Regions from separate parts of the Gossypium hirsutum genome. Here region 2 is linked to region 1. A link is a contact called in public Hi-C data. All regions are on one chromosome and are shown on one strand. Each heading gives the region's core, a stretch centred on a gene start, on an enhancer-like site or on the middle of the called end of the contact. The rest is flanking DNA. Distances are from core to core; before and after follow the strand shown.

Region 1 (7,836 bases), core at 3,849-6,348:
ATGGCTTAAGGTTTATGGTATATTGGGGTTGGATTTTGAGGTTTGGAGGTTGGTGTTTGTGATTTACGATTTAGGGTTTAGGGTTAGTGTTTAGAGTTTAATTTAAGTTTTTTATATTTTCTGAATCTAAATAAGATATATATAAATTATCAATTTAAAAAATATAAATAAATAAATATATATATCAAAATGGGTTAAACCCCAAAAGCGTACATGAATAATAATTTAATGTTCAATTGTATACATGAAGTTCAATTGTACACATGTTATTGATATAATTAACATCATTTTTTTTATTTATATATTTGCATATATACATAAATATTTATATTTATTCAAAATAAAAATATAAAATTATATTGATATAATTAACTTAAATTTTTCAAAATTTCCATGTTCTTAGTGGCGTTTTATGCAAAAACGCCACAAAATTGTCCTAATTATCGGGGAAACGATAGCGTTTCACAGTTATTTAGTGGCGCATACGTATAAACGCCACAAATGGGTTAATTTAATCCCAAAAAACGGCGTCGTATTACTATGTTCTTAGTGGCGTTTTATGCCAAAACGCCAGAATATTTACATAATTGTGTTGGAAACGATGTTGTTTCTGCGGTTATTTAGTGGCGCAAGATTATAAACGCCGCGAATGGGCTCATTTAGTCATGAATACATCGTCGTTTTTCCTTTTTCTTAGTGGCGTTTTATACCAAAATGCCAAAACGTTGTCCTAATTGTTTGGGAAACGACTTTGTTTCCACGGTTAATTTAGTGGCGCTTACATGTAAACGCCGCAAAGTTATTCGTTTAGTCATGGAAAACGTCGTCGTTTTTCCATGTTGTGACTGGCGTTTTATGCCTAAACGCCACAATTTTGACTAACTGGCTGTTAAAAGAAAGCGTTTCTACTTTTAGTTTGTGGCGCTTGTGTATAAACGTCGCAAATGGGTAAATTTAGTCAAGAATACGTCGTCGTTTTTCTAGATAGTAGTGGCGTTTTATACCAAAACGCCAGAAATTTGTCGTAAGTGTTTGGAAATGATATCGTTTCCGGGGTTATTTAGTGGTGCTTATGTAGAAACGCCACAAATTTGTTTGTTTAGTCATGGAAAACATCGTCGTTTTCCAATGTTATGAGTGGCATTTTATGCCAAAACGCTAGAATTAAGACTGTCTGTTTCTTAAACGACTTCATTTCTGTGGATATTTTGTGGCGCTTGTTTATAAACGCTGCTACCAGTGGGTTCATTTAGTTATGGAAACGGCATCGTTTTCTTTCCAGCCCTTTTAGCCAGGCAAAAACCTGATTCTTCTTCAGTTCCCCCAATCCTAAAGCCGAAATCCCTAGCATTCTCCTAATCTCCCCAAACCCGACCACCTTCGGCATCACCGTGATTGTCACCGTCGCCTGCTTCATCACCATCGACGTCTCATCTACTGCATCACTGTCATCGTCACCGTCACCGTCATTGTCGCTCTCCGCTCTCGCAACCACCGGTAAGTTTTAGTCCGATTATTAGAAATTTGGATAAGATTAATATTAATGCATGTTTTAAATATTGTTCATTTTTTGCTTAAATTTTAGAACTTATTGTTGTTTTGATGGCTTTATTATATGCTCGGTTGACATAGATTTTGTTATTTGGGTTTCTGCTGGGTTGCTGTTGTTTAGGTAGTGTGGAATATTTTGGATTTTGTTATTCGGGTTTCTGTTGAGTTTCTATTGGATTTTGACATAGATTTCAGTATTCGGTTGACATAGCTTCTAATTGATTGAAGTTATTAAACTTTTAGCAGTAATTTCTTTTGATTTTACAACTGCTATATTCTCCATCTGTTCAAAAATGAATAAAAGTAATTTATTTTATAATATAAATTTATCTGATATATTTCTTTTGACATATCATTTACTAGAAGCATTCTTTTATATGTATATGAATATAAACTTCACTATATCAACCTGCCAAGGTGTAGTGTACGTTTTGAATTAGGCTTTGGTTCTGAATTATGGATCTGCTTTTGATAATGTTTTCCTATACTTGTTTTATGTACTTTTGGATAAGAAAGCTAGGTCTTTGGTCGCGTTGTTGTGCTTAGCTTGTTGGGTTGGAAGGAGAACGCTATTCTTTGACGTGGAAGGTAAATTTTTTACCGCTAGCTTGCTGCGTCTTTTGCTGCAGAACTTGGCTATTCTTTGTCTTGAAAGGTAAATTTTTATTCTTCTGTTGTAATGTATTAGCCCTAGTTTGATTGAATGAACGAAATTTTCTGAAGGTAAATTTTCTGTTGCAAACAAAAGGTTTTGTAGTTAATCATCTTGCTCTTCGAGGTACTAATATAGCCATTGAATTTAGGCGCTTTTGACATGTATTATGCAAATCCCCAAATGGTTTTAAGCAAGTGGGCTTTGTTTATTTACTAATAGTTCTTTTAGCCAATGCAAATTTTATTATTTAATACTAGTTCTTTTTAAAATTTATTTATAACATATGAATATTAATATAAAATTAAGTTAATATTTTTGAAACATAATGTCTTATTGCTCACGAAATCCTTTGTAAATATTTTAAATAAATATTTTAATTAAATTGAAAATATTTTAAGTATTTATTCTTTGTAAAAGAAATTCAACTATTAGATATTATCAATATGGATGAGTTTCTTGAATGTGACATTGATTTGATACAGGCATCACATGCAATTGTATTACCGCAGCGCATTAATGATTTTTTTGGCTTATTTTGCTATTGAATACTCTAATTCGGACAATGTTTTGGGTGTCATTTGTTAGTCTTTAGAGGAGAAGGAACACAATGATATTTGACGCAAACCATGTTGGACCTCAGACTTCCTTCCGATGTTTATGAAAATTATTTTCTCTATTTTCATAGAAAATAGTTTATTCAAATACAAAATAATTTACAGATCAATGAAAAATAACTTATAAACTTAGGGTATATGAACCAACTTATGGTATGGATTGGATAAGTGTTATGGGATGTTATAAATAGGTGGAATGGTTTGTATTTGATTTATATTACATTGTTGTGATTTGGTGCCAAATGCAGCATATTAGTTTTGTGGATTCATTAGATGATTATATGTTATGTTTTGACATGGAATTGGTATGTTTTGAACAGTTTTAAATGAGGCCAAAAAGATTGTTTAGCCTATCTGGTTAGTTGGTTTGAAACAAGTACCAAATGGCCAAATTTTGTCAAAAATAGGTTTCTAGTCCTGATATCGATCTTCCCTTGTCGCAATGTCAACCAACAGATTGTGACATCCTGGCGTTAAGTGGTCCAGCATCATGATGTGACATTCTGTATTTTTTTAAACTTTGTAATTTGGTCCTTGTTCGATCTTGGGACAACTCTAGAGCTCACGAAAGCTCATATTAATCTCAGGAAAAGTTTAAAATTGTTCTAAATGACTTATATTATGGTAAATAGTGATTTTTTATTCGAATTTACCATTAAAGGTCTGTAATTGTTCCGGTTTGTACTGTAGCTTTTTATACCTCAAACCCAACAACCAAGACGGGTTAAGGGTGTTACAATAAATGCCCGAAAACTCTAAGCAACTGATACTTAGGTTGTTGACCAAAAAATCTCTCTACAAAGGGCATCCCACTCAATGCCTTTGTAGGAAGCAAATTCATGAGGTAAACTACAGAATAAAAAGCATCAGTCCAATAAGGAAGGGGCAGAGATACTTGTGCAAGTAATACCAGACTAGTCTCCACAATCTGTTTATGACGTCGTTCCACTAGTCCATTTGTTCAAACTCGTTTGGACAAGAGAGGCGATGTGTAGTGCCAAAATTCTTCAGATATGGATCAAAGCTTCTAAATTTGCCTCCATCATTCGTCTGAAGTTGTTTAAGCTTAGCTTACAACTGTAGTTCAACATGTGTTTAGAAAGACAATAAGGCTTGTAATGCATCAAACTTTTTCTTAAGAAAATTAAATACAAGTATGAATTGAAAATGCATCCACAAAGGAGATATAGTATTGATAGCCTGAAGAGTAACAAGGGCTAGACCACACAAGTCAGTAACAATGAACTCAAGAGAAGCAGAGTACACTGATTTAATGGACATAAATGGTAGTTTGTGGCTTTTACCAGGCTCACAAGTATTACACAAAGAGAATGACTGTCAACATGTGTTTTGAAAGACAAGAAGGCTTGTAATGCATCAAACTTTTGCTTAAGAAAATTAATCCAAGTATGAATTGAAAATGCATCCACAAAGGAGATATAGTATTGATAGCCTGAAGAGTAACAAGGGGCGAGACCCCACAACTCAGTAACAATAAACTCAAGAGTAGAGTACACTGATTTAATGGACATAAATGGCAGTTTGTGAGTTTGACCAAGCTCACAAGCATTCCACAAAGAGAATGACTTATTCTTGGGAATTGTAACATTGCAAGACTTCAATACTTGATTTACATCATAGAAAAGAGGGGTGACCAAGTCTTTGATGCCAATGGTTGAACTTGAAATCTGAAGTTGACTTTTGTAATGACTCATCCGCATCTGTATTTGTAGGAGTTGATGCAAGCTCAGTGGTGGCAGGTAGGAACTGATATAGCCCGTTTGACTCAATGCCTTGAAGCAATATTCAAAGTGTTTCCAAGTCTTTTGCTTAGGAACAGTTTAGATAGAATTCAAAAAAACACTCTATTATCATTTGCAAACTTTGAAATAGATAATAGATTTTTTTGAATAACAAGAATATACAACAAATCTTTAAAAAGCAAAGTGTTAGAACCAAAAGATAAAAGAAATTCGCCAACATAAGAGATAGTTATAGTATGGCCATTACCTATAACCACCTTACTTGACCCATTGTACGAGCTGCACTTAGTGAAATCGGTAAGGTCATTACTCATATGTGTCGTAGCCCTACTATCAGGGTACCACGACTGGTCAAAAACAACAGGCGGAGTGGTTGTCATTGATGTAACATCGGCTTGCATTATGTTTGAAGCACTTGTAGAAGCTAAGGAACTCTTGGATGGACTAGAAAAGGATTAATCAGTATAATGAGAATGAGGCTCATACCGATAACACTTAAACGGTCCATGATCAGTGTAGCACATGTAGCTGAAGCAGTCTTGTAACTCAAGTGAGTAAATGGCCCAATAGAAGACCAGCCCATGTCCACATATCCAGAACTAGGGTTTTAATTATCATCATCATCATAGGCTGAATCATACCTGTAGAAACACCAACGAGTAACGCGATCGATCTTGCCAAAAATCTAACATTGCGACTGTATTCCACCACCAAATCGACTATGCCTTCGTCTTTGAAACAAATTAGTTGCTCGGTTAGACCGAAACAATTGAGGTGGTGGTTGTGCAATATATGCAGGGACAAACGAGGAGGAAGAAGATTTAGTCATCATAGCAAGATTTCCCGAGAATGTGACCTGAGACAAGTGGGCTTCTTGACGTGCTTCAACATCCAACAACGCTATTGTGATTTCTTGTAGATCAAATAATCCACAACTCATTGTGATTATTGTCACAACATGGTCAAACTCCGAGGAAAGGCTATTAAAAATCGTTGACTGATGCTCTTCCAAAAACACATGTTGACCAAAACCCACCAAACAATCATACAAATGTTAAATTTCGACCAAGTACACCGACATAGAAAGTTCATTTTCCTTGAAATGATGGAGAATATGTACCTTATGGCTTTGGTTGTGGATTGTGTGCCAAATATTCTTGTCAATGTCTCATAAAGTTCATATTTAGAAGATAAATTGATAATCAATTGATTATGTAGCAGATCACTTACTCTAGAAAGGAGCCATGTCAATAAAGTCGAATCTTACTGTTCGTACTCGACATACGTTGGATTTTCAACAGAAACACCATCATCACCAATAATAAGTCGTGGTGGCATAGTAATTCACCCATCAATGAACCGGTGTAATCGATTACTCCTGATTACAAGCAAGACATTATGTTTCCAGGACAAAAAATTACTATCATCTATAAGAATTGCCACTTTTTAAGAAGCAAAGGCAAGGGGTTTGAAGAACTTCCCATTTGTCAATTCTGCTGAGACTGCAGAACCCATGATTGAAGCAATGTTCAACAAAAAAATAACTTTGATACCATACTAGAAATGTAAAAAGAAAAAGAGTAATCTGTTAATCATACTCTTAGAATATAAGGGCCTTTATGTATTTATACACTAGAGGCTTAACAGAAGTTATAACAAAAACGGATAACATAAATGGAAACTACTCATAACTAGATTTAGTTGAGCCTAACTTACAACAATTATCTAGTTACTTCCTCTAATATTCTATAGGTACAGGGAGGGGAACCAAGTAGCTAATAGTATGGTTGCCTTTGTCGAAAATCTCCCTTTACGCCTTCATATTTATGCACCTCTCTATGACTTTATTTTAAAAGGCTCTATATGATGTATGTAGCATGGTTTTGCCTATATTAATTACTATGTAATAGTAGTTCATCACCACAAAAGAGATCCTTACTTAAAATGTTTAGCAACATGTGGGGCTATTTTACCAAAATAATCCAAAAAAATTTATATTTATAAAAATAACCCATGTTTAAAAACAATCACCAAAATAACCTGAAATGAACAATGGAAGCAGAAAAGGTCTAGAGTAGAAGATGATTAATTGTGAAGAAACTAGTACCAATGCAACGTAGACCTGATTCAAGCAGAAGACGACTAATTGTGAAGCAATTAGTATTGAAAATAATTGCATTATTTCTTAAGAATGTTTATATTTTTTTATATCTGTAAATTTAATATAGTTGTTTAGGATTTAGGGTTTCATTTTTATAGTTTTGTGTAATAATTTCTTAGAATGTTTGTATTTTTTTATATGTAAATTTAATTTAATCTATAATATATAAAGTTTGAAAATTAAATTTTCGTGTATTAATTTTACCCAACTGTTTGTAGTTCATTGGATGTTTAAATTTAATATAGTGCATGTTATTTTTGTTTGAAATTTATATTTTTTGTATTAATATTGTAGAATGATTGTATTTTATTGTGTATGTAAATTTAATTTGTCGTGTAGTATTACTTATTTGAATTATTATTTTTAAATATTACGAAATCATTTATTCAAACAAATAATTATTTTAGAGAAATTAAATTACTATTAAAAAAAGAAAAATTTAAAAATAAAAGAAATATTTACAGAATAATTTTAAATTAAGTAAAAATTAACAGAAAAAAATTAAAATTGTAACGATCCCTGGGACGTCCTCGGCGCTGGCGTGTAACAGTCCGGATGCCTCCATTGGCGATGTTGTGCACCTTCCTGAGGTGTTTGATAATTGATCGGTCTGGCATCCGGTGTCCCATCCGGTGTCGTTAGAAAGGTAGAATAATCATTTACACTATAATCGGGAGTTAATTGGTATTGCGTGACCGGAGGTGCCGATGGAAAAATATCCTCAGTGGTGGGTGCACGTGCTTCGAGATGGAACTCCAGGTGGTATGAGGATGATCCGGATCGTGTTGAATGTTGAGGCTGGAGGTCGTCACCAAAAATATCTTCGAATGATAGAGGAAATTCATGCACCGGATCCGGATCTATGTACTCTGATGATGAGCCGGATGCTTCATATTGGGCCCCGAGATCGGTGTTCGAGGTAGTATTAGACTCGATGTTCCCGAATGGCGGAATTCAGTTACTGCGCGATTGTGCGTTCCTTGATTGCCATCGAGAAGACTCAGGTCGCGCGTCTCTTTGGATCAGCATGTACTGACCTTGGAATATGAAGGCTTTCCCATGTGCCATATACCATGCTACGTACTCGGGCGT
Region 2 (7,836 bases), core at 3,196-5,695, 240 kb after region 1:
CTTGATGTATTAGTGTCGGGAATTGAAAATTTGAAGAGAATTTAAAAACACGATCCCGCTTTGCAATAATGTTATTTTTAATTAAAATCACTTGAATAAATCAAAACGTGTGTAAAAGACCCTCTTATCTCGAGGTAACAAAAGTCCATATCCCATAAGTTAGGACACGCCATCTCGAATCCTCGAAAATAAGCTTGCTCTTTATTTAATTACTATTTAAGTCTCATGTGTTTTAATTTTAAAATGGATGCCTGGTTATCTAGGTTCAAGGAGAAAGTCGAACCCCATAAGTTAGGGCACGGCTTCTCGAATCTCCAAATACAGGACATTGCCTTAATTTTAAAATTTCCTTCATTAAATAATAACGAATGTAATATTTAAAACAATATGTATTTATCTTATTTGAGGTATAGTATAAAAACGACCAATTATATTTAAACATAATGCATGATGTAGTGATAATGAAATAATATAAAATGGCTATATGGGTAGAATATTAGAATGATAAAATATAAATAAATAAAGGTATACTTTAATAATAATAACATAATCATAATAATAAAATAGATAACGCAACTTAAAATAAAAATAAATGGAAGATGCATGATCTAAAAGACATGATAATAAAAGGAATAATAAAATAACACAAAAAAAATAAAAAAAATAATGAGATAATAATGATAATATAACAAAATGTACAAATATGAAAAATATAAATTTTAAAATAAAAAGCATAAAATAACACAAAAAATAAAAATAAATAATAATGAGATAATAATGACAATAGAACAAAATGTACAAATATGAACAATATAAATTTTAAAATAAAAAGCAAGGGAATAATAATAAATAGATAAATAAGTAAATAATAATAATAATTTCATGAAAGACTTGATAATAAAATTATTGCAATTTCAAAGTAACTAATAATAAAATAAAAAATCCATGAAAAGGTTGAAATTAAATAAATAAAGGATTTAATTGAAATTTAAATGAAATTAAGGGGTATAAATTGTAAATATTAAAAAAAGATTAATAAGGATTAAAATGTAACGCACTAAAAAGGACAAGAACCGAATAGGAAAATATCCCTTGTCTTTATGCGCACCGTTTCTCAGGAGGACCAAAATGAAACAAACCAAAATTACATGGTAAAAATTAAAAAGAAAAAGGAATAGGACTGGATTGAAATGCCATTAAAAAGAAGAAGGACCGAAAGCATAAATAGACCCCTCAGGTTAAAAAACGCGAGGATCGTACGCGGTTCAGGCCGTCGGGCTCTACTTCAAAATAACGTCGTTTTGGGGTGTTTGGAGCCACTTAAAAACGGCGTTGTTTTGCTTATTTTAAAAAAATTCATTTCAACTTGTTCTCAAAAAACAAAAAATTCCTTTCTTTCTTTCTTTTTCTCTCAACTGCTCTTAGGGCGGCACGCGTGCAAAGAGAGGAGCGGCGCAAATGTTTAAGTTGTTGGGCCAATGGACCGTTAGGATTTTCTTTTATTTTGGGTCATTTAGGCCTCTTTTTGTAATTGGACTTGTAACTTTTATTTGGGCTTGTAATTTTATTTGGGTTGTTTGTAATTTATTTTTGGTTTTGTTTATTATTTTTTATCTGATTTCTGTTTGGGCCTTTTACTTGTTTGAAATTCGGTCTCAGGCTAAATTGACCTATTACAATGTCCATCACCTAAATGGGTCAAATGACATTCATATTGCTATTTTCATACTCACGAGATCTTTAATTAATTGTTTCTATAGTAAATTTCAAAATTTATTACATCTCAAAATTTATAAGAACCATGAAATTATAGAGCATATCTAAGCCATATAAAAAACCACATGCACCATCATAAATATGCACAGTTTGGTCTCGATTTCAAATATATAATTATCATGTTATATATTCTCACTAGAAGATTTCATACCAGAATAGTGATCTTATTATATAAACCAATGTTTTTCACTATTCTAAAATTGACTAGAAAAATTAATCATGCATATGCATATGACTTATTTCATTTTTAGTCAGAACCACTTCTAGTCCAAACTTTATAACATAGAATAAAAAATGTGCAATCATATATAAAACCCATTTAACTTATGGTTATTTAACAAAAACATTTATATTATACAACCATCTACAAACTTTCATTTTTAGCAATGAAAATAATGTTTTATCAATATCATCCAAATGCTAGTTACTAATATAATGATTTAATATATGAATTTATTTGTTCATTTAAATCATTATATTAGTATCATAAAAAAAACAATACTTTTGTACTAAATATTTCACTTACAAATTGAATATAATATGAATTAATTGAATTTAACTCCAACCAAGCATCTATATATGAGGTACCAATACGTACATATGTGCCTTATTGAAAAGTCATAACTTTTCATGTTTGGAAGTTTACTAAATAGACATAGTTATTTGGATTTGAAATCATCGAACAAACATATGTTTTTAGCTTAAGGCACCAATTGAAACATTATTTTCTTGCATTGCTTAAAATTTTCATTAACTTCCTTTCTTCCTCCTTTTCATGATTGTAAAAATATATGCAAATCATATATTATATAATTATGTACCAATCATAACTATGCATGTATATCATGTATATAATAAACTAGAATTTGAGTTTATCAAAAACTAATCCATGAGACACTTATACTTTTTGCATAATATAATTAATCTCAATAGAAAATAATCATAAAATTCAATTCATGCAATAATAGTAAACCAAAAATTTGATGTACATCTCACTGCTACAAAGATTTCTTCTAAATTAATAGTTAGATCACTGATCTCAATATTGTGTCATTACTGATAGCCATCTTCATAGTACCATGATTGTAGGGGCATGTGAACGCACGGTGAATTTAATTTCTCATAATTTGCAAAAATAGAACTTTAAAATTGTTAGTGTGTAGGGATAAATTAAATTTATGATAAATTAATAAAGCTTTCAAGGCGTGTATCAATGCCACTTTCTTTAAAGTTCTATATGCCCCCACCTATACTTTGGTGTGCAAAAGAGTTACTGGCAATTAAACCTCGATGATACAATGAAGTCCAATGACTGTCGATGTGTTGCACTGACGGAAATAGTCCACTTAGCATTGAGCGGAGCATAGCAAGAATATCAATTTCTATAAAGAATTTCTGCAATAATTCTTTATAGAACAAACTAGAAATATAAAAAAAAATGGTGGGAGAGTAAAAAGAAATTTTCTTTCTATGTTTTCTTGGGTGCGTCATACAAATGAAATTGCACTTCTATTTATAAGAAGTCTCGTGTCTCTTCATAGGGACATAACTACCCTAATAAATAGTCATATCTTTAGCAAAAAAAATATAAGTATTCAATAGATATCTACATAATTATAATTATTTGTTAATAATCATGTGACATAACTTTTGATTACTTATAACTTTTCATTTACAGTTATTAAAAAATACATATAGTGAAAATGGTCCAACAATTTTAAGAACATTGAATGGAATGATTCTTAAAAATATTATTTATAAAATTTAATTAATTAAAATAATTAAAAGAATAGATGTCAAAAATAACAAAATTTAACCAAAAAAAAATCATCTATCACAATTTAATTACAACATGATAGTATAAACAAAATTAAATAACTTTTGTTTAGTTTGAACTCTCATCATTTAATTACGAAATAAGAGAATCTTGGCATTTAAATGATTGGGTAAATGAGATCCTTTTAGTATTTAATTATTTAATTTAAGCAAAAAGTATACTATTCAATTCCTAAACTAATCATTAACATTCGTTGGTAAAATGTTAATTTTATATTTATAAATTGTCGTCTACAAATTTACACATATAATACATCATATATCACCTCTACTCCTCTCCTATAAAAAAAACAGAGTAAATCATATTATTCATTACTAAATTAGGGATAAATTTTTGTTTTGGTTACTTAATTAAAGAAAAAAGTTATAATTTGATCACTAAACTATTTAAAAGTTTTTATTTAAGTCATTGGACTGTTAAATTTTTTTTTAAAGTTTAGCTAGAGATCTCCCAACGGCAAGTTGACGATCAGTACCCATCAATAAGTACAAAAACATACCTTAGACCTATGTTGATATTATCGTCAATGTCGAAGATTAATTAAAAAAATTTATTTGAAATTTGGTTTACTTTGTGAAGTCTAAAATTGTTTCACGCAAAAAAAATGAATTATATAAAAGAAAGAGAAAAAAAATTGATTGGTAAAAAACTGTGTAACAAGAGAAAATGATATAACTTCAATATTAACATACTGATATCTTAAATGAAAACTCTTTTTTATTTAGCGACCCATAATTTTGGTGCATTACAGTCATTGTCTAGTAAAATATAGTAGACAGTTAGAGTTATTGTTATAGGTTATAGTCATAGATTATACAGATAAGGGGAATACGGGAGCTGTTTATGAAAGGGTAATCTCCACCCCAGCCCTATGCAGCAACCACCTCCATCCGACATAGCAGACATGCCTGTCAGTCTCCGGCTCGATTCCCAAAATATTCCCCCAAAGGTTAAACTCTAACGCTACATTGATTTATCTGATTAACTCCTTAAAACCATTCTTTCTTAATTAATAACCCAATCTCTACAACTACAAGTCTAGAGCCTTGAGCTATAGTTCTAAAAGATTGAGCATTGAGCACAATTTTGGAAGCATTGCAGAGTTCAATTTTTTTTCTCTCTTGAAATGGCCTTCACGTGCAATGATCACATAACCTTTTTCACCCCTTGGATCCCAAGTCCAACTTCCCTCACCAAACTCACAATGGAAACCCGACCCAACCAACATCCTATCTTCACTAAACCAAACCAAAACACACCCCGTTTCAGATTTGCTGGTTTTTTTTTAAGCTCACTCTACTAATTTATGCTTTTCTCCTCCTAGTACAAAAGCAAAATGTGTTATGTGGGGAAAGCAACAAAGATCTTCATCTTCATAGTTACAGCGTTGGTGGTATTGGGTCTTGTCTTGGGATTCGGGCTGCTTCGTCACCATAAGTCGCACTCACACAAATGCTCCGGTGGTGACTCTTGTCCTTCTCCTAATTTCTTCCCTAACCCTATCTCCACCCCTAATTCGCCACCCTTTTCTTCTTCCTCCTCCTCTTACAATCCTCCTCCTCCTGCCATTGGGTCTAACCAGCCCACCTCCCCTAACTCACCACCTACCTCAATCCCTACTGCTAACCCACCACCACCAGCTGTCCAGGACCCTACTCCTACACCTCCGCCGCCTGACGCTAACCCAAATCCTCCACCACAATCTACTCCTCCTCCTCCTCCTGCAGTGCTTCCAGTGCCTCCCTACAATCAGCCTACTCCGGTTCTGGTGGCTCCAGGTCCTGTGCATGCTTAGACTATCTGGTTAGTTCCATTAAAAAATAAACGTTTTCTTTTTTCTACTTTCAAATTTCTTGAATTAAGTAATTTTTTTTAGATGGGTTGTATAGTGGTGGGGATGATAATGGGTGAGATTTGGATTAGATTTTGATAATGGTGAATTTTGTTTTTTGTTTTTATTCATATTGAGAATTTAGTGATTTACCTACACAACCCACTTTTCAGATATAATGAATTGTGCATCTTGTCTGATAAATTGACAAAAATGGTTGTCGACTCTCTTGAATCTGGTGTTTTATCTTAGAATCTTACTCTTTATTGGATCAAATTTAGGCTGCAACGTGAAGCCATTGTTGTTGATTGACATGGGTAACTTTAACAATGATGAATGTTTACTCAGTTCTGTGAAATGGTTTTCTCCATTGTTGTTGGTAAGGTTGAGAACCTGTAAATCATACCGCCCTCCGTTGCTGGTGACTCAGTTTCTTGTTTTGGTATTTGGTAATGGGTAATTTTACAATTGAGTTGTGTGTCACACTCACGATATTGGTCAACAAATATATTTATCTAAAACTCATTTAAAAATCAAATTATGCTGCATAATATTTTTTATTCAAATATTATTATAGGTAAAATTTTATTGATTTATAAAATATAAAAAAATAAAATAAAAACACACTCATCATAATATAATTTATTATATATATATATGAATATTTTGATAATTTTTTTCATATAAACATACTTAAGCAAGGGGCCCGATCCTCTTTAAAATGAAAATTTTCACCTTTAATCTTTTTATAATTTTAAAATTTTTACATTAATGTATAATAAAATCATACTCTAGTCCCTTCAAAAATGAGGAAAAATAATTTAATTCTTTAAAAATTATAAAAATATAAATTATAAAAACGATAAAATTTCACTTTTATTACTGTAAAAATATATAAATTAATTTCAACCCTTTCAACCAATTTTCTAACTTTGCCATTGAGTATAATATAAATAGATTTAATATTTGATTTCACCTTCTATATAAAAGGTAAATTATTAGTTTAGTATTTGGTGAAATACTTTTTTTGTAAGTAATTTTCACTCTATCCGATCTCATAATAAATGGAAAATTATATAAAAAATCATTGAAAAATGAAAAAATTTCCTTTAATTTTTTTTTAAAAAAACAACTCAATAATTCAAAATTTAATTTTTGAAATTATAAAAAAAAACTTTTAACCTGTTATTATGCTTAAATTTAAAAAAATCTAAAAAGTAACTAAAAATGCAAGAAATTTGTAAAAAAAAAAGTCTCCAACATCAAAAAAATTTAAAATAAAAATAAAAATCTAGAATTTAGTTTTTGAAATTGTAATTACACTTAAATTTTCTTTAAAAATAAAGTTTACAAAATCGTAAAAGAATTCTAAAAATACTTGATTTTTTTAGAAAATCTAAATTTTGAGTTTTTATTTATAAAATTATGATTAAAATCATATAAAATGAAGAAAAAAATTTTAAAAAAAATTCTTTAAAATTTTGAAAATTCCAAAAAGAGTAAATAATTTTTTTAAAATAATTTGGATGAACCAAATGATTGGCAATAAGGGATGAATGGAAGGAGAAGTGGCATTGTTTTGAAAAAGGATTGAGGAATTTATTAATATTTGGTTGGGGAAACTAATTCAACAATTACGGTAACGTATCATGAAAATCTTTATACTAAAGGTTTAATAGTATTTTACTCTCTCAACTCAAAAAAATGAGTAAATTAAATTTTGTACATTTAGTGATGACGTGTCTGATAGAACAAGTAGACAACGATACGTGGCAAATATTTAAAAATAAAAATCCTAAAACAAATAAATTTTTAATAATTATTTGAAAAATCAAGTCCAGGATAAACTTGGACGAACAACTGTCCAATTCAAATGAACATGGATAAATGAATTATAATAAATATTTGAATTGCAAATTAATTATGATTTATTTAAATATTTAACAATTATTATGATGAATTGCTATAAATATGAAAAGGAAATTGAAATGAAAAGAACTAGAAAATTAATGCAAAATTTGGATTTTGAATCTTTATAGAAGGTTTTGGAGGAGAAAGAAAAGGGTAAGAAGATAGAGGAGAGCGATCACGGTGGTCGACGACTGACAGCAGTGGCTGGACTTTGCAAATTTTCCTTTGGATATTCATCTCCTGTCATCTATTTCACCTCTTACCACACTCGTCATCTCTTAGTCTTCTTTTCAGCCTTTACCTATCTCAGATTTCCTCACACTCATTTTTGGCAACCTTCAACAGCTTTTCTTCCATTTTTCCACTCTCTGCAAACCAAAGCTGAAATGCCAAATTCACCCATTTTAAACGCCTGTTATCTACAAGTGGGAAATCATAATATTATAATAATTATTTTATACTCATAATTTAATTATATAAC

Evidence for each region. A called contact is a pair of places that touch in the nucleus more often than the background predicts.
Region 2: a contact with region 1 is called in a Hi-C map of leaf, with 2.5 times the contacts expected there. The contact joins the promoter of LOC121215944 here to the enhancer-like site in region 1. A contact is called at or near these places in 3 of 34 Hi-C or Micro-C datasets (all in leaf).

What each region holds. Positions count from the first base shown.
Region 1 is chrD04:52,433,098-52,440,933 of Gossypium_hirsutum_v2.1, forward strand. No RefSeq gene overlaps it. Among protein-coding and RNA genes, the nearest start is that of LOC107898356, 37 kb to the right of the region's middle. Within about 2 kb of position 5,099, at least 7 of the 9 cell types and tissues checked have an H3K27ac peak or open chromatin away from gene starts, as enhancers often do. A contact at or near this core is called in leaf, where this site is marked.
Region 2 is chrD04:52,668,833-52,676,668 of Gossypium_hirsutum_v2.1, forward strand. LOC121215944 (pollen-specific leucine-rich repeat extensin-like protein 3) reads left to right here and starts at 4,446. Exons shown (of 3, transcript XM_041090852.1): 1 at 4,446-4,562; 2 at 4,938-5,416; 3 at 5,726-5,927. The coding sequence starts at 4,485. The coding sequence ends at 5,408.